2 separate regions of the Triticum aestivum genome follow, and region 2 is linked to region 1. A link is a contact called in public Hi-C data. All regions are on one chromosome and are shown on one strand. Each heading gives the region's core, a stretch centred on a gene start, on an enhancer-like site or on the middle of the called end of the contact. The rest is flanking DNA. Distances are from core to core; before and after follow the strand shown. Region 1 holds the start of LOC123048593 (probable serine protease EDA2). Region 2 holds the start of LOC123048611 (CDPK-related kinase 3).

Evidence for each region. Hi-C and Micro-C count contacts between places; a contact is called where the count stands out from the background.
Region 2: a Hi-C map of leaf shows a contact between it and region 1, with 7 times the contacts expected there. The contact joins the promoter of LOC123048611 here to the promoter of LOC123048593 in region 1. A contact is called at or near these places in 2 of 5 Hi-C or Micro-C datasets (both in leaf).

What each region holds. Positions count from the first base shown.
Region 1 is chr1A:323,505,897-323,512,129 of IWGSC CS RefSeq v2.1, reverse strand. It overlaps LOC123048593 (probable serine protease EDA2), which reads left to right and starts at 3,203. Exons shown (of 14, transcript XM_044471675.1): 1 at 3,203-3,501; 2 at 4,130-4,255; 3 at 4,371-4,526; 4 at 4,699-4,881; 5 at 4,978-5,094; 6 at 5,892-5,945; 7 at 6,025-6,096. The coding sequence starts at 3,295.
Region 2 is chr1A:324,185,917-324,192,149 of IWGSC CS RefSeq v2.1, reverse strand. LOC123048611 (CDPK-related kinase 3) reads right to left here and starts at 4,037. Exons shown (of 11, transcript XM_044471679.1): 1 at 3,099-4,037; 2 at 1,468-1,598; 3 at 1,244-1,285; 4 at 1,053-1,161; 5 at 892-970; 6 at 450-746; 7 at 245-354. The coding sequence starts at 3,740.

The DNA.
Region 1 (6,233 bases), core at 1,954-4,453:
CGCGTCTCGCTAGCCTTATCCTCTTTTTGCTTCATGACGACGGCGAGCCGCGGCGACCTTGGTGATGTGCGACAGAGGCGAGGCTCCGCCATGGCCGTTGACGCCGCGTGCTGGAACAAACGCCCACCCATGCTGGAACCAGTAAGACCTCGGGTGCCGGAACCGGCATCATTTTTGGCTGCAACCTATGAGTTTTTTTGCTGGAACCGGCATCCCGTACAGACTCTTCTCGTTCACTCATTCATCCCCTACCTTCAGCGAGCGGCCAAAGCAAGCCGCCGAAGAAATCACCTCCGCTTCCTCCCGAAGAACCCTGCAACTCCGGTGACCCTCGACTGGACGGTGGCGGAGGCATTGCAGAACCTGCTGCACGCGCTTATGCTACAACCACTAACAAAAAGCTTCAAACGAGGTGAAAAAAGCTTCAACCAGATATATGAAAAGCTGCAAGCAGTCATTGCCATGGCCGAATGCTACAACCGTTGACATAAAATGCTACAACCTTTGATGAAAAAAGCTTCAACCGAACGAGAGAGGAATATTTCACCCAGGCGCTGCTCAAAACGAAAAAAGTTTCAATCGTTTACAGAAAAGCTTCCACCGTAGAGGGGAAAAGCTTCAACCATTGAGATAAAAGCTACAATCTTATCAATTTTTTGCTACTACCGTCTGTGCCTTTTGCTACATCCATTCATGTGGCCATGGTGCTTTTTTACGACTAAGGTGTGACCGGCGATGACGAGGACGACATTTTTGTTGCAACATCCTCGTTTTTTGCTACCATTGGCGATGTGTTTTGCTACATCTGATTAACATTTTTGCTACAATGGCGGCGCCGATGGATTTTTTTGTTGATACCGTTGTCTTCATTTGCTACGACTGACACGGGAAAATGCTACCACGGGGCATCTCTGTTTTTTGCTGAAACCAATCATCGGTGAGGCGGAGCTGCATCCATGGCACTCCGACGAGCAGCGCAAAAAGGTTTCAACCAGCAAGCAGAATTGCTGGAATCAGCATCTATAGAAGCTGGAACCTGCGATTTGATTTGCTACATCAAGGGAGTGGTACAAGGCGAAGTGGAGTCGCTTGTTTTTTTGCTACATCGAGGGTTCTAAAAAGCTACAAACGTTGGGTTGTTTTGCTACAACGGCGACATGTGGAATTTGGTTACTCAGGGAAGAAGACGACTGCGGTGCCTGCATCGTGCACCCTGCGACGAGCTCGACGGCAAGGATGGACGGGGTGGGGGTGGCGCATCAGATGCTACAACCGTGGGGCGGGGAGCTTCAACCGCTGCCAACGGAGGCTCCGTGTCAGCCATGGCCAAGAGCTTGGCGGGTATCCGACCATGATGGAGCTCGTCGACAACCGACGGTGGGGGTCGGCGACGAGGGACAACCGGCGGTGAGAGGAGATGAGGAGGCGAGGCGAGGCGAGGGGGCAGCGTGTGCGGGACGGCGCCCTCCTTCGGTCCTTCCTCTCCCTTTCTTCCGTGCGGGAGGTTGAAGATGGGGTGCGGGGGAGGAGGAGAAGAGATCTGACGGCTGCGCGCGTGCAAATCAGACGGATCTGGGCTGACCGGCCGAAAAATTGGGCCGGCGCGCCGGTGCAGAGCGCTGCCCTTTCAGAAAACACCAAGCTTGGAGTGATTGGTGTGGTCTGCAGAAACAACGATGGTTTATACTTGAGGACCTCCGCCAGAGTTTTTGATGATGTGACTGATCCGGCAACTCTCGAGGCCTTAGCGTGCAATGAAGCTTTAGCCCTCGCGAGTGATTTGATGCAAACTCAACTTGTTATCAGTTCGGATTGCAAGAAATCGTTGCAAACATAAGAAAGACAATAGTGGGAGACATGACCATATTATATGAGAAATTCAGATCATGTCTTTGGAGTTTCACTCTTGCTCTTTCGTGCTTGAAGAAAGGGCCTCGAATACCGAAGCACATAGCCCCGGCAAAAAATAAAGAAAATTAAGGCACATAGCCTCGCTAGACACACACTTAATCTTGCGATAGGTGGTCATCTCTGGCTCCTGCAGCCCTCTGATCTAATATGTGTTCCTCAAAATAGTATTGATCAACAAATAAAGTGTGTGGTTAGCCTAAAAAAATTGGGTCGCGCTAACTGCCACACGTGTGGTAGGAAGGGAGACGCACCACACATCTCTAATGTAAACAGATTGCCACATCATCGCATGCATGCATGTAGGAATCTTTTTGGATTTTCAGTTTTTAAAATGTTTTATCTCTTAAACGAAAAATCCGATTAAAAATCCGTTTTCACCATTAAATCCCTCGTGATGAGATCTTCGAAACTAGATCCCATGTTGATATGTTTTGATGAAATTTCTTTTTGATTAAAAGTTGACATGTCTATTGCATATGAATTGCCATGATGTTTACCTTGAAGTTGCCATGATATGTTTCAGTTATTTTCTTCTACATTTAAACGTAAATTTTGACATTTATAAAACGGGGAATTAAGAAACTAGACTTGCCATGAACCATAAACTAAAATTGCCATGATACATGCACGTAAAATTGCCATGGTTCATACAAAAAATAATTTTTATGGTCAAAGTACTGGAGTTGCCATCATCAAAATATTAAAATTGCCATGATCTACAAATTAAAATTGCCACATGACAACTTTAGTTTAAGCCCTATGGCAACTGCAGTGTAAACATCGTGGCAACTTCTGGCAAAAAAAAAATTCATCGAAACATATCAACATGAGGTCTAGTTTTGAAGATCTCGTCGAGACGGATTTAATGGTGAAAACAGATTTTTAGTTCGCTTTTTTATTTAAAAGATACAACATTTTTAAGCCGAAAACTAAAAAAAATTCTGCTGATTTTATCTATTCATACGTGACAAAATGAGTGGTGATGAAGGCGTGTTGGCGATGTGCAAACGCCCACACGTGTGGGTGTTAACATTTCCGAAAAAATTTGCTCGTTCATGGAGGAACAAAAGATTCGGCGGAAAATTCCCTGGAGTTAACATTCTTTAGATATAGCGGTCCATTATTATTCTTCTAAGAAAAACGACAACACACAGAATAAGCTGCTATCCATCTACACCAAAACTGTCGTCTCCCAAATATTGCGGTTCATTATTATTCTTTCCAAGAAAAACAACAACGCGCAGAATAAGCCGTTACTCACTTCCGTCTTTATAAAAGGAAAACGAAAACGTACGGCTGCTACTAAGAATCGAGAAGACTCAGGTGCCAGATTTGCCTCGCCTGCATCCAGTTCCACGCGCGCTCCGCTTCAGCTAACCGGCGATGGGAGCCGGAATTACCGCCGGCGCCACCGCCCGCCTCGTCGTCGTTCCGCTCCTGCTGCTACCCCTACTCCTCGCGCGCGGCGCCGAGGCTGTCAGCCTCTGGCGGCCGCCGCCGGAGGCCGGGCTCCTGGGCTCCGCCCCAGGCAGGTTCCTGACGCAGGAGGAGCACTGGATGAGCCAAACCCTCGACCACTTCTCCCCCACCGTTAAGTACCCCCTCCGCTTCTCTGTCCCTTCAGCCAGTTGCCCCGCGCTGTGGGGATTTCTGTTCAGCCATGTGTCCTTTTATCTGTTTGGGTGAATTTCCAAGAGTCGGCTGTGGACACTAGAAGAACTAGATAAATTTGTGCAGTCGATAATGCCGAAAAAACGCTAGAATTTTGTACGAATTCTGCGTGAGCCACGTCCATTACTGGTAATGCCGTTTACTCTTGATTGAAGGCTCACATCAGTTATGCGACCATGAACCTGAGTAATGAACAATGAATGTCTCAAAATGCATCGAATAATAAAAACAGATCAGTGTTGAGGACAGATGCCTCTTGTTTGCTTGCCAGTGTCACCCCTGTAAGCTCGGTGGATCGTGTAGGTTTTTCTGTCGACTCAGATCTATGTGAAATTTGTGATCCTGTGGGCTCACTGCACTACACTGTCAACAGCGGCTTTAGTGACACATGAATTACTGTACAACAAAGCACATGGTTATTTGTAATTCCCTGTTTCACATCTGACTCATGTAGTCCCAAATACTACTATGTTGCATGGTGAGGATTGTTCAGTTATAGTTTTTTGTGTGCACTAGCCCCGAAATATTTATCTTTTTTACTGTGCAGGATCATCGGCAATTCAAGCAGCGGTACTACGAATTTCTCGATTACCACCGAGCTCCAAATGGCCCGGTCTTCTTAAATATATGTGGAGAAGCTTCATGCAGTGGGATTTCTAACAACTACTTAGCTGTGAGTTTATTATTGCATTGCTGCATGCTCTAGGCATGATTTGTACTGTTCACATTTCATGCAGTAACTCCATCTGTTATTGATAACATACTTGTGGGTTGGATTGTGTACGTAGGTGATGGCCAAGAAGTTTGGCGCTGCTTTGGTTTCTCCCGAGCATCGATACTATGGGAAGAGTTCCCCTTTTGAGGATTTGACGACAGAAAATCTAAGGTTCTTGTCATCAAAGCAGGCTTTATCAGACCTGGCTGTTTTCCGCCAGTATTATCAGGTGTGCATTTGCTATATTTGTTTTGGCGTCCTTATACAACACCTGTGCATGTACTATATATTGACCTAGCGCCCCGTGGAATACACATGTTCCTATTCCTTGTAATAGTTTGCATCGCCCATGTCCAAACAAATGTTTTTCGTAACTGAGTTATTCTTTCTGTCATTTGAAGGAAACATTAAATGCCAAGTATAATCGCTCAGGAGCAGACAATTCTTGGTTTGTGTTTGGAGGGTCGTACTCTGGAGCTCTCAGTGCTTGGTTCAGATTGAAATTTCCTCACTTAACATGTGGAAGTCTTGCAAGTTCAGGGGTTGTTCTTGCTGTTTACAACTTTACTGACTTCGACAAACAGGTTGGTTCTGGCACAGGTCCTGTTATGTTATTAAAGTTACGGCACTTTGGCCTGTACCTGAAGTTTTACATTTCTGTATAATTTATGCCTCTGGAGATTGGGGAGTCAGCTGGTCCAGAATGCAAAGGAGCACTTCAAGAAGTAACAAGACTTGTTGATGGACAACTTCAGTCTGGCCACAACTCGGTTAAAGAACTGTTTGGAGCAAAAATGGTAGTCCTTTTGTGCGACATGAAGTGTATTTACTTTTCTTTGACAACTTATCAATCCCATGTGATATACAAAGATTTCAGCTCATTTAGGAGTTTGCCGTCACCAAGTGGCCTTTGCCATTGTTTTGTTATGCAAAAACTTGAAAGGACAAAAATTGACAATGGTTCTAACAATCATGATTCTTTTTTTTTTTGGAAATGGAGGTATACCCCCGGCCTCTGCATCATGATGATGCATGCGGCCCTTTTATTAAAAATGCAGGAAGTATCATCATAAAGGTCTTACAGCTCGCAAACGGAGCAAAGTCATAGCACAAAGATCGGAAAAAAAAAGAAAGGGCCTAAAAACAACCGATACGGTGATATTAAGGACAAGCTCTCTAGCCCTCTATAAAAATCATTGATGTTTCCCTTACTATGCAACTTCTTTGGTGATAATGTCATAATCTAGAGAGTCTGGTCTTTTCCACAAAGGTGCTACAAGTATTACCAATCCAGTAAACATTTTGTAGGACTCTTATTGAGCATGCAAGCCTTTGACTGTTTTTTTATATCTCTTGACCTATCTGACCTATTGCTACTCATATTTCTTCTATATTTTCTTTGAACAAAATTTTGAATTGAATTGTCATGTCTATGGAGCTTGTAAACATAATAGTTTAAACTATTTGTGCGCTACCAATGGTTGCTGACAGGTTCTATAGCGTTCCCTTTTGGATGGCATGAAATTTCGTGACATTACCTAGCAGTGTATGTACGATTCTATACTTATCCATCAATTTGTTTGGACACTTGCAGTTAGAAAATGATGGTGACTTCCTTTACCTACTAGCAGACGCTGCAGCTATTGCGGTATGCTTAATGCCGATTTTTGCAACTGTATTGTTTTATCAGAAATGATTGTTGTGTTGAAAACCTATACCATTTGCAGTTCCAATATGGCAACCCTGATGTTTTGTGCTCCCCACTAGTTGAAGCAAAGAAGAATGGTACGGATTTGGTGGTAAGTTGCATGGTCTTTTGAAAAGAACAATGCATATTCCTGTTAGTAATTGAGGAATATACCCTGCGGATAACTGCTATCAAGAATATAGGGACCAATTCGCCAAGATCTTTATTTTTCCAAAAGCGCATAACATG
Region 2 (6,233 bases), core at 2,788-5,287, 680 kb before region 1:
CTACAACAGTCCAATAACATAGCTGGCTATTTATGCAAGATATTAAAGGTGGTATCAATTTAGATGGATGATGTGCACATAATGCTCACGTTTGTAGAATGCAAGATATTAAAGGTGACATTGATTTGGATGTACGATGTGTACATACTACTCACGTGTGTCGAATGCAGTTTGGAAAAATCAGTATCAAAGGAAGTATAGTTCGAAAGTTACATACTTGAAGGAACTAGGTAAAGAGTAAAACCTTTAATGCTGCCCGTTTGAAAGGCGTGGAACGAAGATGCGCCTTAACCAGCTTAAAAACTAATATATCCAGAGGGACTGGGCAGCACTCATCTCGCAACCAGGGGTGAGCTGCAATACACACACAATACATAGGTAAATCGCCAATATCCTATGGAAACTTTAAAAGAAAGCATAAAGTAAGAATCATCATTGGCACAACTTACAGAGTGCCTGCGCAGCAGTCATTCTTTTTCTGTAATCCTTGTTAAGAAGTCTTTTGACAAAGTCTTTGGCTTCAGGAGATATTGATGCCCATGGTGAATCGTCAAAATTAGGATCAGCTCTCAGCACAGAGCGGAAAATTCCTGATTCAGTGCGTGCCCAGAATGGTCTGCTACCACACAGCAAGATATAAGTGATAACACCTACGCTCCACATGTCTGCTTCTGTGCTATATGACCTATGTAGGACTTCTGGAGCAACATAGTATGCACTACCAACAATGTCATTCAGCCTTTCATCTGCAAAAACAAAATGTATTAGGCTTTGGTACACAATAACAAGACATTCAAGTCTTTTATTCATGTCTAGATTGATCTTAAATTCAAAAATCAAAGAACGAAGATAGAACGTGCTATGGGTATAATCCTCATGTGGAGGTACTACCTGGCCTTATAAAATCAGAGAGGCCAAAATCGATGAGCTTCATAGGAGAATGTTCATCTCTAGTACTGAATAGGAAATTCTGTTCAAAATCAAGCATGGAGTCATAAAAAATAAATGGTTGTATTATCAGCACAGAAGAGATCAACAAAGACTCCACATACCTCTGGCTTAAGATCACGATGAACAACACCCTGAAGATGGCAGAAAGCAACTACACTTAATATCTGTTTGATGATAACTTTAGCATCATCCTCAGTGTACCTCCCACCTCTGGAAAAATAGGAAATTAGTAATAGTAAGAGCTATGTTTGTTTTTGGTACTAAGAAATGTTTCTCAAGGAAAATGTTATACCTGGACAAAATTCTGTCCAACAACTCCCCACCTTCACACAACCTAACCAATACCAGGTGCACAAAACATCAATAATCATGTAATTTTGCATAGAACTCAAGAAATAAGACAATCCATTTAGCAGATAGAAAGTCCTTTATCTACAATGAGATGTTGCAGGTTCTGATAACAACATTGTACGGATGCAAAGTCAACAATATGTGAGGGGAAGAAAGCAAACATACTCCATGATGATGTAGACGTTAAGGGCATCCTCACATGCATCATAAAACTTCACAAGATTTGAATGCCCAGATAAAGCCTTCAGAATTTTCACCTCTCTACGCACATCCTCAATAGATATTGCTGTCGTCATCTGCTAGAGAAGAACAAAAGGTTGAGATTACTTTGTAAAGAATAAAATGCGAAACTGGTAGTCAAACAGCCAAAGAAAGTTGTCCATAACCTAACGATCTAGACAAGCAAACTTGGCGCTAACTGAGATATCTTCATATTGAACTGTTAAGCTTAATGAAGATTGCCTGGGCATTAATTAGCTTCTAGCAACAAAAGATCAAGCTGTCAAGAGAATGATGACCATACATTATATGATTACAGGGAACATGTTTGTATTAGATGCAAATGAAAGAGCGATATGTGATGACAGGGAGCGCAGTTATATCAGATGCGAATAAAAGAACGACAATATGAAAGTGAGAGATGCATTAAACTTGATAGATACGTCAAGGGTTCAAATAGTTGATGTAAGTTGGCTTCGACAAACGAGGACACTATAGCAAGCCAAAAAAAGTCAGTAATCAATACAAGTAATAACGGTCGGAAAAGAAAACGACATTTACGTGCATGAGAAACATCAATGCCGGCATGCACATGTACGTGTACGTAGAGTTCAGTTAGCTGTATTGCATACTAGTTTTATCAACAGATCCTAGCTAACACCAGGAAAGAAATAATATGAAACTAAACATTGTCTTAATTTTCTTGAACAAAAAATATCGAATACTATTAGTCCCTGCAAGGGCAATACAAGTACTCAACTCATCACAATATCAACATAATCTCAAATTCAGCACCCTAATAATGTAAAAGATATGTATACCTGCTTACATGCTAGATGTCAAGAAAAACATCAAGGACTTGGAAAACTTAAAAAAAATACTGTCTAAATCAATACTATTGCTCCCTGGAAGAGCAATATAAGTAGGAAGGTTGATCACATACAGTTGGGTGCCTCCCATGCCTTACTGTTATCTATTCTTCTAGCTCTGATCATACTAACAAAGTGCCACGATGTGGATTTGATAACTACTGAACTCTTGATAGTAACATGTAGTTATGCACTATATCCACACTACTCCAGCTAAAATTCTGCCAGTATTTGACAAGCTATCAGGGGATCTCATAGAGAAATTGGTCACTTCTAATCCTGTAACCAAACACTGCATAAGCTAATCCCCTGCCTGTTTCTTACAAAAAATAAAAAAGAACAACAAAACAAGAACAGGAGTCAGATGGATAAACAGTGAGATCAAAATAGAAGACAAAAATTCAGTGCAGCATCACTGCAACGGCATTTCCATAATGTACTTCTTACTTTCAAGGAAATGCCAATACCCTGTTCATTATGCAAGGCAGACAAAGAAAACGAATGATTAACTTATGATTGCAATGTCTGTGCTAGTGGCATTGCCGAGTTGCTGAATTCTTGCAAAAGCAACAAACAATTCATTGTAGAACAAGTGAACAACTGAAAGGATCACACGGCATCTTAATACCAAGCAAGATCTAAGTTGGTAGAAACTGAGACAATTATGCATTTAGGAGAGAGGAGTGCGAGATCAAGAACGGGTTCGACCTTGGCTTTGGAGATGACCTTGACAGCTAGGACTTGACCTCTCATGTCCCCCTTGCGGGCACGCGCGAGACAGGTGTGGCCGAAGTGGCCGCGACCCACCTCCTTTCCCAGTTCGTACTTGACCGCGAAGTGGCGGTCGTAGCCGAAGCTCTTGTCGAGCTCCTCCTCTCCTCCGCCGCCGCCGGCCCCTTGTTCGGGGATCGGGGCCTCCTGCGGCGGCTTAGCGGGCGGCGCCTGCGCAGAGGTAGCAGCCGGGGAGCGGTGGCCGAGGCGGCGCGCCAGCGACGCCTTGATGTGCTTGGCCGGAGACGGCGGAGGGAACGGACGGCGGAAGAATCGCCTGGGCGTGGACGCGGAGGTCGCCGGGGACGGCGCGATGCCGTCGGGGAGCGGGCTGGCGGCCCAGGGGCTCCCTGCGGCCGCCGCCGAAGTCCTGGCCGGCGTCACCCCCGCCCTGCTGCGCGGCGTCCCCGCCGGCGACGGCCTGCCGCTCCGCCTCCCTCCCGTGGCCCTCTCGCCGGCGGGCTCCTCCTGGACGGCAGCCGCGGCAGACGCCGAGACGGAGATGGTGGTCGTGCCTCCGCCACCCTCGCCCCCATCCCGGCCGTCCGCGTGTATGTTCTTGGCGTAGCACTGCCCCATGGCTCCCCCGGCGCCGATCACCGGAGGCGCGACGGCGAACACGGAAACGGCAGGAATGCGGCGGGGTTTGGGGCGGGTCGAAGGGGAGCGGGGGGCGGAGGGGTTGGGATTTATAGGACGGGGGCGGGGATGGAGTATGAGAGGAGCGAACCAAAGTATTAATGCGGGGAGAAGAGATGAGACAAGAAATGGTAATGCGCGTGATGAATTGCTGGCTGGCTGAGCAGGGGTGGTAACGTACGCGCCTGCCCTGCTGGCTGGCCGCGGGCGCGGCGGACGGAGGAGGAGACGCGACGCGAGGGGGGGCGGAGAGGAGGACTGACTGAGGAGGCAGTCCAGTCGGGACTGAGCGGATGGTTCCTCTGACAAGCGGGTCCGTAGGCGTGCAAGGGCCCAGACCCGCAAGGCAGCCGTACGTTTTGTTGGTTGCTCCTGTTTCCCTTTTTCTCGTACGTATTTCCAGGGTTTTTTATTTTTTATTTATGGTAATATGTTTCTCATTAATACCGTATAATATAAGGACCATAATAGCTGGCGAACGTTCGCTGGGAGGGGTCAGCATTTACGAGCCTTTTAGCTAGCAAGTTTAGTTGTATAGGATGGAGAATTTTTTCAAAAACACATGGCAATTCCTTGGAAGAAAGAGATTTTGCAACAAAAAGGACAGAAATTGTGTCATCTCCTTCTGGACTTGACAAATTTGGCCTCTGAAACGCTCGTAGGCGCTCACGGGCGCGTCCACGAGCACTAATCGGTCATTGCTCAAATCGTGTCGTCCACATCCGTATATCTCATATCCGGTCTTCTATATCCATACTAAACTATGCAACGTCAATCAAACTACATAGGTTATCAAACGGAAAAAGATCATCAGTGGATCTTCAAAAGACCGCTAAAGTTCACATAATGCACATAAACGACGGCAACTACATCTAAAAACTTGAAATTATAGTGAAGAAAGCAGATCTTCACCACTTCCTCGCCGGCCCTTTTCCCTTCCGGTCCCAGGCGCACCTATAGGAGTCGACGACTAGTGGAGGATCATTTGAGTCGTCATACGAGGCACCGCCGTTGCCGTCATCGTCGGAGAAGGAGGAGAGGACGATGAGCCCTTTGAGGCACCGGACGGCCCGGTCCTACTCCCGCTTGAGCTTCGCTAGCCGAACCGCCTCCGTCGCTTTCTCCTTGGCCTCGCGCTCGGACTACTCGATGACAAGCCGGAGCCCCTTGGCGTTTTTCCAGCGGAGCCGCCGAGCGTCCCTCTCCACCGTCATAAGTGACCGACGGCAGACCCAAGCGAGGAGCTGCTCGTCCTCGGCAGGCTCCACCGGAAACCTGCGGCGGCGGTAGAGAGATTTCTCCAGCGCGTCCCTCTTCCTTGCCCGTTGTCACTCACGGTGGGTGGCGGGCGCCTCCGATTCTGGCATGCGCGCCCTGGGCAGACACAAGCACCCGCCACTGCGCACGTGGGGGAGCAGCAGCCGGCGGGAGCAGGGGACATCATGGGGGAGGCACGGACGGGGCAGGCCTCATGGAGCTACGCATGGGCCGAGAGGAGCCAACGACGGCATCCTCGCGACACCGGCGGGAGGAGAGGCGAGACGACATATCCAAAACTGGCACCCGTGTCCACCTTCAACTACTCGATGGCAATGCGGAGGGTCGGCTCCTCGTCGGCGTCGAGGTCGGAGTCGGAGCGGCTGCCAGATCTCGACATGGTCGCCGGAGTCGTCGGACTGGATCAATTGGAGAAATCGGAGAAGGAGAAGAAGAGACAAAGCGAGAGCGCAATGAGGTAGGGTTTCCGGATTGAGGATATTTGTGGGGACAGAGTGGGGTCAGGGTGGGCCAGGTTGACATGGTGGATGCGTCCGGGCATGCCCGGGTCGCCCCATATCCGCCCTAGATTTGGGTTGGATATGAGGGGCGCCGGACAGCCCGGGCGTTTGAGGCCCGTTTGAGACGCCCGTCTGGGTCGAATTTTCGTGATCGTTCAGTGACCGGGCCGTCCGCCCGGGCGTTTGAAGCAGGTTTGGGGCACCCGACTGTAGGTGCTCTAAACTTGCCACAAAAGAAGGTTCCTTTGTTACCCCCCCCCCACCCCTTCCTTCTCAGCTGACATTTACCTAATAACATTTTCATATAATAAAGATCAAGTTACAAGCCACGTAAACACCAACCTAACAATACTGAAAAGTCAATCGAACTCTAGCCTTTGTATAAAGGACCACCATACCTGCCAAAAATTAGTACACAATAAAAACCAAGAAACCCCTAGGTTTGACGCCAAGGCCTGTCACCTGTCTCCGACACCACCAATACAAACATTAAGAGAAAATATGACCAACCATTTCTTCACTCGAACTCGATGCGGCTCAATTGCTCATATGTAGCTTTTTAGACCGCCAAAGTAGCTTACCAAAGGTAAAGTCATTACCCCTAAAAAAATCTGCTCAGACAGCACCCCGAACATGCCATCGAACTCCAGATCTA